Regions from separate parts of the Zea mays genome. Here all the other regions are linked to region 3. A link is a contact called in public Hi-C data. All regions are on one chromosome and are shown on one strand. Each heading gives the region's core, a stretch centred on a gene start, on an enhancer-like site or on the middle of the called end of the contact. The rest is flanking DNA. Distances are from core to core; before and after follow the strand shown.

Region 1 (3,712 bases), core at 1,117-3,616, 250 kb before region 3:
TTTGCTTCCTGCAGCATAGGATCATGTTACCTAATGTATTTTGTTTTGGTTCAGTAGACACCATCACAATCATACAAGAGGAAGATAAAAAAACATTGCTTCTATTATGCACCAACATTTTCATGCTCCCAGGTCCCAGCTTACACGAGACATCAAACTGGAAGTAATCCAGCCTGTCACTAATTACATGTACCTTCCATGGTTAATACCGATCGTTACATTCCAGAAGATAGCCAAAACTTCCTATTCTATCGAGGCTGCATCAGAAAATCAGTACATACTCAACATCCTGTGTTCCCTACCACTCTGAAACATATTGTTGGCCGATAAAGATGCAGCGAATGAATGCAAAAGCTTCTAGGATGAGAAACCACTAAAGAATGAAGATGGCAGCAGCTACATAAACAAATGTGGTAGCTCATGAATGTGTTAAAAATAGAACTTGAGAAGCACATTAACATACATCTGCTGACACCTGCCTCGTATCTAACAAATCAGCCTTGTTCCCGGCAAGAGCCACTATTGTATTCGAGTTTCCTGCATTAAAAAGGAAAGGGAAATTAAAACAAAAACTTGTAGATCAGCAGCGCACTCAATGACATAATACATCCACAGATAACCCCTTCCAAAAAAAAATCACATCGTACTCGCTGAATCAACTTCTTACACAGCTCTTTGATAGGACTGAGGTAAAAAGTGCATGTGTTCATGGGTCTAAGATCCAAAATATCAATATCTTTACTTTTGAAGCAAACTTCCACCATACAAGAGCATGTTCTAATATGTAGAGCACTGAGGTAAAAAATGCAAAGTAGAACTATGTTACCTTGTGCTTGAAGTTCTTGAACCCATTTCTTCGCACGCGTAAAAGAGGCCTATAATGCATAAAATTAATAATGAGTACTGCTATTCATATGTGCACACCACAATATTAGTAATTTAGTATGCCTCAAGATTAAAAGCAGAAAAAAAGATTAGATTAAATTTTTTCATGGAGAAAATCAGAATAAATTTAAGGTTGCTTGATACATAAGACAAGTCAAGGTTAATGGCTTGGTAGCATCGAAAGTTATGGAATTTTGTTCTGATTTAGGTTGCTCTTGAAATGCAGACAGAAAAAGGTGCAAACATCCAGTTGCTCTAGGTTTACAACATCATACTGATTCATTTATGCCGACTTATTCAGTACAAAACGCACCCTCGAAGGGTACAATACATGAAGTTGGGAAACCTATAACATTGCATCTTTGCACAGCTCAGAGCAGAGTCAATTAACAGTTTGATCGCTATACGCTGTAAAATCAAAGTTGGATGCGAAGCTAAGCAATCGTGGCACACAAAGAAGGATGCAGAACACTGCTTCCAGTTATTATTTCATTTCAGTAGTATTGACGCATTTCAGTTCTGGACTCAACAATGAGGCAGAGAACTACAATGTGTGTATTAACCGGTACTGATTCAAGTCGTTGTACTGACCGCGTTCGTGATGTCGTAGACAACTATGGCAGCCGCAGCGCCCCGGTAATACATGGGAGCCAAGCTGTGGTACCGCTCCTGCCCCGCCGTGTCCCATATCTCGAACTTGACCGTCTCGTCGTTCACCGCCAGGGTCTGCGAGAAGAAAGCCGCGCCGATGGTGGATTCCTGCGGCCAAACGAAACAGCACGTTCAAGCACCCACTCTGTATCACGATCCTGCTGAACCCAGAGGCAATCCGCGTTTGAAGGGTCGAAGAATCTCACCTGGAACTCGACGAACTGGCCTTTCACAAACCGGAGGACCAGGCTGGACTTGCCGGCGCCCACGTCCCCAAGAAGAACCTGGGCGGGGTACAATAGAACCGAGCAGAGGAAGCAAGCGCGTGTCAGCGTCCGCAGGGTCGCCGTACAAAGAAACAAACCCTAAAGTTCCTAGCTAAGAGGGGAAAAGGAAAGAAAGAAAAGATGCGATCTTTACACGATCGCTGCGAAGTCCATCCCCCGCCCCCTCTCTCAAGAAACCCCGAGAGGGAACTCGCAGGTCGCCGTTCCGTCAGGGGAACAGAGCGGAGGGGCGAGCCACGGACTCCTCCGGCTGGTAGTTGACTGGAATCCAGACACGAAACCGGGAGGAGCGGGGCGTGAACGGATCGAATTCGAGGGCTCGGGGGGGCGTGGATGATTCCTCACCAGCTTGGCGTTGCGGATCTTGTTGCCGCCCGCGGTTGCCGCCATCGAGCGAATCACGGTTCGGGATCGGAGCAGCTGCCGGAGGAGTTAGGGGGAGAGGGGCTCCGGTGAGGTGGGGTGGGGTGGGATGGGATCGGACGAAGATGAAATCACGCGCGCGCAAGGGAGAGAGGCAGCTTGCTGTTGCCGTTCCGCGTGGTCTGGTTTTTGTTAGCGTGCCGTGTTGCCTCCTCCTCTCTGATTATCATCCGCTAATATACCATGGACCCCACATGTCATTGACTCATGTGGACCCACATGTAAGTGAGATAGTAATGGTATGGATCCAAAGTGGTGATCTTTTAATGGTATGGATCCAAATTTCCTGTAATTAAAAGGTCCCCCTCTCTGTAACTGTAATATGCCATTGCCATCTACCAACTGACCAGGACCAACCAGGCTGCGCCTGCGCCGACATGGTCGTCGCGAACAGAAAGACGACGTACGTGGAACGCAAAGACTGAGAAATGGAATGTGAATGTTCAACTTTTGCACACGAACCTACTACAGCTGGCTCTTTCTAGAATGATTTCTGCTTTGTCACGTGTTCTGTACCCAAATTTTTCCTACTAATACCACTTGTGGGTCCTTACCCTGAGAGGGATTACGATTTTTATCGCTGTTTGAACACTGATCGTGGTTTTTTTATAATTATTTTAAACAAGTAACTACATCCGAAAATGTAACATAACACTGATAATTCACTTTAAAAATACAATGATACTTCACTATACTCAATTTTATAAGTTATCATTTTAATTAAGCATACATATTTTAATCGAAACATTATATCATATCAATATTGGTAATTTGAATTATAAGCGCTTGATATATAAATGTCACATCCGACTCCTATAGCCAATTATTAGTAAAAAAATAACTAAATAAAAATAAACTAGACGAAGATAACTTTTCTCCACATGCACGGTTGAATGAGAGACGACACATATAGTCGTCCTTTGGTGATGTATGTTCGTGATCTGACCAATGATTATAGCAAAAGCGAGGACATCTACGGTTAGTACTTAGCAATCATGTAGAAAAAAATATAATGTTTATCAAGGAAAAAGTCTAGGGCTAAGCATTAGCTTGTAATTAAGTTGGTCAAACTTTATTAAGTTTAAGTAAATACAAATCCAATTAGGTAAATGATTATAACCAAACTTGTTGGGTACCTGTTTCCCAAAGAAGGCATGAAGGCCTTAAAAAACGGCTCACAAACCGAGCGATCCACCTGCCAAGTACCTCTACGTAAAGGTCTAAAAGGCCTCCCGGGTGAAAGTCACCTAGAGGGGGTGGATAGGCGAAACCTGCAAATTATAATTCTAAATCCAAACTAGATCCCTTGATTAGTGGTTAGAACAAGATTCACAATTATCAGAGTATAAAAGCTAAGTCCTTTGCTTGCAATGAGAATTGTTTTTAAAGAGTGCGGAATTTAATCAATAGCAATACTACTAGAAATGTTGGTGGAGAATAGTGCAAGAGGGCTTAGATAAGAAGAG
Region 2 (3,607 bases), core at 165-2,664, 230 kb before region 3:
CTTTATAGACGTCCGGACCTGGTGCGGCTGAACCGGATGGCACCATTGGGTCAGGGCTTTCTCTAGTTATTGGAAATCAGGGCTTTAGATATATAAACTATATATATATAATTTCTAGTTAATTTCAAACTAATTTAACAATAGAAAATAGTAGTTATATTTATAGTTTCATAGACCACATCAATACAACACAAAATTAACATAATTCATCACTCATTAATACATCATCAATTCACAATTCACTCAAATACTCATCAGTTTAACCTACAGTCATAGTAGCACATACCAATTTAACACATGAAAACAATTCATCACTCATCAATTTAACTTATAGGCTATAGACACCACACATGTGATAGCTTGTTTAACTCGCGAGTTGGCTCGTTAAACCTCAGCTCTTGAAAAATTAAAACGAGTCGATCCAAACTGATCCAAGCTAGCCACGAACCGAATGAGTCAACGGACCACGAACATTTGGTCTAGCCCTACCTGGTAGTGACCAAACGTAAAGTGGCGACGCTGGGCCACACGGTGCGGTGGAAGTGGACCGAGTGGCAACCCACGCGGCTAGGGAGGAGTGAGCGATGGTTGGAAAAAATGAGGCCCGTTGAGGGAAGGGAGATGGCCCATTGTTTCCATTTTCTTTTATTTTTAGTTTCAAAATTTTCAAATTCAAATTTTAAACCTCAAATCAAATGCACAACTAAAGTTTATCATAATGCATCAACAATTATATTTATTTATTTGTTATTTAATAATTTTAATCATCTACACAATGATTTATAAGTGTTAAATAAACAAGAAATTGATTTATAAGTGTTAAATAAACAAGAAATTCACATAGTCACATAATTAAAAGGAGTTCTTTATTTCTATAAAATTCGGTGTTACAATTATTATATCCAAATAATGCTTCTCAAAAACCGTGATACCTTTTAAGATGGTTAAAACTACCGTATTGACATGACAATTGTAAAATATATAGTAATGTAAAAACCCATGATTTTGAGTAACATTGTTGCCAAACAGGCTCTAATCGTGCAATGCATTCGTGTAATGCATAATTGCATATATAGCATATAGCGATCAGTATGGACACGTTTGACATTGTCTTGCTCGATCATAGCTGATCTGCCATTCAAGGAAGCTAACAGCATGCCAGCAAGTCGTGACTCCCAATAATGCTGTGCCTTTGCAATTGCATTGCATTGCGGGGAGCATGCATGTCGCCACAGCAAGTCGTGAGTTCCAATGACAGTATTTTGCGTGCTATCCTAGGTTACAATTTTCGCTGCGTCGTGATTTCCGCGACGTACGTATGTGTGACGTGAGATGTTTCGTAACGCGTCCTTGTCCCTCTCTCTCTCTCTCTCTTTCTCTCTATATATACACCTAGCTACACCATCGTGTACGTACGTAGCCACACACTAGCTAGCAGTATACCACAGTAATACAGTATAATGGCTCCTTCCTCCATTGCTTCGCTTCTCTTCTTGTGCATGCTCCTTCTGCTTCCTGCTCAGCATGGCGCCTCGTCCTCCCATGCAAGCTACAAGGTAGGGTCCAGCCAAACCTTTTTCAAGACAAGAAGCAAGTCATCTGGCAACTCAAAGAAGGCGGCTTCCGCGACGCCTACTGCAACCACCTGCTCGTCCATCGCAACTGGTATATTATATATAGAGAGATAATCGTATATATATATTTATATTAAAATTGAAGAATATAATATTAATGTCCCGTGTTGATGTACTTACATTTAGCATGCTAGTGGATATATGATTTTTATCAGTACGATGATGTGGATATTCACTTATATTCTAGTAGCTCTCCCCATGTAATAATTTGGTTTAGATAGTGAGTTTAAAAAGGACTCCTATGGCATCTTTAGGAGCAAGGATTAGAGAGAATTAGGGCGCCCAATTAAAATCATCTTTCTATTTAACATTGAAATTAAATATAAAGGAGATTTTAGCCACATCAATCCCCTTCTCCTAAACAAGCCGTTAGATATACACTTAGGGCCTATTCGTTTACTTTAGAATAGTTCCCTTTGGAATTGTTTCAGCTGAAACGATAGGTTTATTTATGTCAGCATTGGTACGATTAGATGGAATAGTTTCAGGCCTCAATCCTAAGTAACCGACCCCTTACATATTTCGAACTTCTATTTACAGGCCTAGGCAACAACAAGCTACCTATAGTGCACCGGCAGAGCCCATGCTCGCCGTTGCACGGGCTGCCGTCCCTAACGGCGGCAGATGTCTTGCGTCGTGACACCTCCCGCATCCGGCGCCGCTTCGCCTCACAATCGTCGTCCGTGGTGGCTTCTCTTGCGTCGGCCCTGGCCCCGGCCCCGGCGCCGGCAGCCACCATAATCCCCATAGACGGCTCACCGGACGCGGGCGCACTGGACTACACCGTGAACGTCGGCTATGGCACGCCGGAGCAGCAGTTCCCGATGTTCCTGGACACCATCTTCGGCGTGTCCCTGGTCTTGTGCAAGCCGTGCGCCCCAGGTTCCACCAGCTGTGACCCGGCGTTCGACACATCGCAGTCCACGACGTTCACCCACGTCCCCTGCGACTCGCCGGACTGTCCTTCGACGGCCAACTGCTCCGCTGGCTCCGTCTGTCCGTTCAACCTCTTCTTCGTCGAGGGCACTTTCTCTCAGGACGTGCTCACGGTGGCGCCGTCCGTGGCCGTCCAAGACTTCACCTTCGTCTGCCTGGACGCAGGCGCTTCTGATGGTATGCCAGAGGTCGGGACCCTCGACCTCAGCCGCGACCGGAACTCGCTACCGTCGCGGCTGGCTGGTTCCGCTTCCGCCGCCTTCTCCTACTGCATGCCACAGTACCCGGACTCCCCAGGCTTCCTCTCCCTCGGCGACGACGCCACTGTCAGAGGAGACAACTGCACCGCGCACGCACCGCTGCTGAGCAGCGACGACCCCGACCTGGCAAACATGTACTTCATCGACGTCGTCGGGATGAGCCTCGGCGACGTGGACCTCCCGATCCCGTCGGGCACCTTCGGCAACAACGCCAGCACCATCGTGGAAGCGGGGACCACCTTCACCATGTTGGCACCGGACGCGTACACGCCGCTGCGCGACGCCTTCCGGCAGGCGATGGCGCAGTACAACCGCTCAGTGCCGGGGTTCTACGACTTCGACACGTGCTACAACTTCACCGGGCTGCAAGAGCTCACCGTGCCGCTCGTCGAATTCAAGTTCGGCAATGGCGACAGCCTGCTCATCGATGGGGACCAGATGTTGTACTACGACATCCCCAGCGAGGGTCCGTTCACCGTGACTTGCCTTGCCTTCTCTACCTTGGACGTCGACGACGATGATGTGTCCGCCGTGATTGGGGCGTATTCGCTGGCGACCACAGAAGTGGTGTACGACGTGGCCGGAGGAACGGTTGGCTTCATCCCAGAGAGCTGCTGATTTGCGTCGTGTTAGTTATATATCATATGGGTTTGGCCCCTATAAATAATTAAATAAATTCTAAGGTTCGTATTAAATAAAGTATGTGTTAAGATTTAGTATCCACTACCGGAATTTAGCTCTTTGCCGAGTGTTTTATTTCGGGCACTCGGCAAAGAG
Region 3 (3,227 bases), core at 422-2,921:
CGAGTGATCTGGGATAGATCGTTGCTCATCTTTTTACCAGATCGGATTACCATGTTTAAAACACGGAAGCAAACTTAACAAGTGGTTTAATTATTAGTGGGTGCATGGAAATTATTAAGTAAAAAAAAGAAAAGAAAAGACTGGGCAGTAGATTGTAAGAAAGTGGGCAGTAGCTAGGAATCTAGGATATAAAAAAGGGAGAGGCAGGCATGCACTCACTCGACACTACAGGCTACTTACTGCAGGTAGAGTGGAGGGGTGGATGGATGGATTTGAAGTCCAAGACAATGCAAGCCTAGATGGAATGGATTGTTTATATAAATATAGTATTAGGTCCACCCACTGGTTGTTAGCTTGGGAGATCGATGACTAGATGATGAGACGAAGGGCATCCATCCGTCCGTCCGTCCGTCTCTAACCACAGTCAGCACCCAGGCCATGCATGCAAACCTTTGATTTGAAGAGAGGTTACTAGCTAGTAAGCATCAACGCCGTACGTGCGGCTAGCTAATAAGCCAGCTCTGCAATTTGGTGCACAAAGAAATGAGGGGAGGGTCTGGTCTGGTTGGTGGACCCGTGCCACCGCGTAAGCTCGTGGACCACCCAACGAGGAGGAGGTGGTGGGGACGGGAATGCAATTGCAAGGAAGAAGAAAGGGGGAGGGGAGGGGAGATGGCCCCCGCCCGCCACTAATTGTTTTTGGGGTTGGGGGTGTCACACGTGATAAATCCCCTTCGCCTGCCTCCATGCCTTTGTCCTCAGATGATCTCTCTCTCTCTCTCTCATGATTCTGCGTATCTCGCCCATCAGCTGTAGCTGGCATCAGAACCAACGGAAAAGGGCAGCAGGGTGCACTATAGGAGCGGGCACTGATGGAGTGATGGGAGTCGTCACCAGTGATTTCCAACGCGATCCATCTCCAGCTTTTTCATCAGTCTTGTTTTTACTGCACGAGACAAACCAATCTTCATCACAAATCAGTTTTTTTTTACTGCACAAGAGAAGCCATAGCAGGCCAGCACAAGGGCTCGCTATAGCTAAGGTAGATAGATATAGACAGCGAACGATATGTAAAACGAGCGAGAGATGCAGATGCCTAGGCTTTGTCGTAAAGAAACAACTCGGCGGCAAGTAGCTGGAGAGGAGACGGCTCCTACTCCTGCTCTGCTCCTGTGGTGGTTACACCAGCAAATAAACTCCAAGCTGCCCCAACAGTAGCGAAGGGAAGGGAGGGAGGGGTTAGTTAACCCTGGCCTGCCCAGCAACCAATTCATACATTTAATTTAATAAAGTGGGGGCAAAAAATCATTTCTTTTTTGGAGGGAGGAGGCACGCATTATTCCATATTTGGTGCTGTTGTTAGTGGGTGCTGCTATAGCCAAGCACAGCTTCAGCTCCAGCTTCTTGTCCCCTCCCAGCCCTTTTCCATATCACTCGAGGTCAAGGAGGAGAGGGAGGGAGCTCAGACTCTTGCCTGCCTGGTGCTCTGCAGAGGAGAGAGAGGAGGAAGAGGAGGAAAGGGAGCTATAGATTAGCTCCTTTTTTTTCTTTCTTTCTGGAGCTGTTATTTTATCCGGGGAAGGATCTGGTTTTGTCCCCCGTATTGGGAGGATTTATTATCTTTCTCCTTCTTCCCCCTCCCCTCGACCCTCTCAGCCTCACCAGGATCAGCTTTGTTGCTGCGGAGGCAATCCCTGTCGCCTGCTCCCTCCCCATGAGAGTACCACGCCACGCACACCCTTCAGGTCCAGCTCGCCTCCCCTCCCATTTTCTCAGTACAATCTGCACCATGCTGCTGCATGAGCAGACGGAATTCTTCTATCTGGTTCGCCCGATGAGAAGAAAAAAAAAAGTAGTCTGAATTCTGCTTTCTCACGCTTGCTGTTCATCGCTTCCCGAGCCGATTAGCAGAGAGTCGGTAGGGTGCTGCTGTTTCTTCTCTCTGAATTTGGATGGAGAGACTGAGCTCCGAATTCAGTTTCGACACGGACGCGGGACGATGAATCAGTTGGTCTTTTTTTTTTCTTTTTCTTGTGCTGCTGTTGGGTTTTCTGAGATTGAGGTGGTGGCACGCGCACGCGCTCACCAAAGTTCTTCCTTCCCTCGCTCTGCCGTACGCACCGACGACCAAAGTTACTGATGATGCTGCCGAACCACGTAGTATCCCGGTTCCTTCGAATTCTCTCTTTGTTTCTAGCGTTGGGGCCCTCGGGGTTGGGGATGGATGAATTCTCCGAATTCCCCCTTCCTCTTTGGATGTTTCTACCATTGGAAGAAAGCCAAGCTCTGTTCCCTTTACTCCTGCCCTTTTTTTATGTGGTTCTATTTGTGCTGTGTTGCAATTACTTATTACTGCACCCCAAGTGCGTTTTTCGACCAAGGAAATCTTACGTCTTTTCATCTTCTTCTCTGTTATCTAGTATTATACAGCCGCATCTGTTGTTGCAGCTGTTCGGATTGGTATAGCTGCAATCCGTAGAAATACTGTGCCAGTCACAACTGAATTAAAGCTGCGGGTGTTTTTTTTTTTTTGCCTCCTAATTCTCTCCTGCTTTCAGCCACTTTTACGTCGTGAATATATAGTTTCTACTAGAATTTTTTTTGTTGTTTTTGTTGTGTGTGCCTCAAGACCGTGGACGAGGAGGCTAAGCAGTTTTATCTCTTCTCCCAGATTGAACAGAAAAAGGGCTTATTAGTTCGAATTATTTGATTTTTGGTTTCTTGAGGCGTGTGATTGTTTGTCTTGGTATAGCAGATCGAATTTTGTTTCGTACTAAACCGTTTTTTGCGAACAAAGTTTCTGTTTTTTTTTGGGTACTAAATCGGCGTGTCATTTATACTGCTGCAGAGAAGAGAGAACTTATAATCGATCTTGGATTTCTTGTGACTCGATTTCAGGAACGCCGTAAGCTGAAGCTTTCAGTCGGCTGCTGAAACCTCGTTCATCAGTCAGTCTCCAAGGCGGTTCGATCGTGGTGGCCATCATCAGCCGAGCGGCCAGAGCTGCACGATGGCTACCTACTACTCGAGCCAGGGCAGTGAAAGGGAGCCGTCGCAGAACATGTACTCCAGAGACCCCGGCAATGGCACCGCGTCCTACCCTCCTCTGCCGTCGGCTCTGGGGAACTTGCTCTACTTGAACAGCCCGGCTTCTGGCGGGCCGTACACGGATTTCGGCGGCGTCCAGCAGGACTGCATCGAGATGCCTGAACCTGGACATCCTTCGG

The links. A called contact is a pair of places that touch in the nucleus more often than the background predicts.
Region 1: a Hi-C map of leaf shows a contact between it and region 3, with 10 times the contacts expected there. The contact joins the promoter of LOC100191530 here to the promoter of LOC100192481 in region 3. A contact is called at or near these places in 10 of 25 Hi-C or Micro-C datasets (bundle sheath, ear, leaf and 3 more) and 1 of 3 datasets of contacts at active chromatin or transcription factors (leaf).
Region 2: a Hi-C map of ear shows a contact between it and region 3, with 3 times the contacts expected there. The contact joins the promoter of LOC103640847 here to the promoter of LOC100192481 in region 3. A contact is called at or near these places in 2 of 25 Hi-C or Micro-C datasets (ear and leaf).

The regions. Positions count from the first base shown.
Region 1 is chr1:183,424,447-183,428,158 of Zm-B73-REFERENCE-NAM-5.0, forward strand. It overlaps LOC100191530, which reads right to left and starts at 2,367. Exons shown (of 7, transcript NM_001136961.2): 1 at 2,169-2,367; 2 at 1,743-1,820; 3 at 1,477-1,644; 4 at 827-875; 5 at 464-537; 6 at 1-8. The coding sequence starts at 2,213.
Region 2 is chr1:183,446,541-183,450,147 of Zm-B73-REFERENCE-NAM-5.0, forward strand. It overlaps LOC103640847 (aspartyl protease AED1), which reads left to right and starts at 1,415. Exons shown (of 2, transcript XM_008664312.4): 1 at 1,415-1,665; 2 at 2,175-3,549. The coding sequence starts at 1,461. The coding sequence ends at 3,448.
Region 3 is chr1:183,672,528-183,675,754 of Zm-B73-REFERENCE-NAM-5.0, forward strand. It overlaps LOC100192481, which reads left to right and starts at 1,672. Exons shown (of 5, transcript NM_001137701.1): 1 at 1,672-1,745; 2 at 2,899-3,227. The coding sequence starts at 3,011.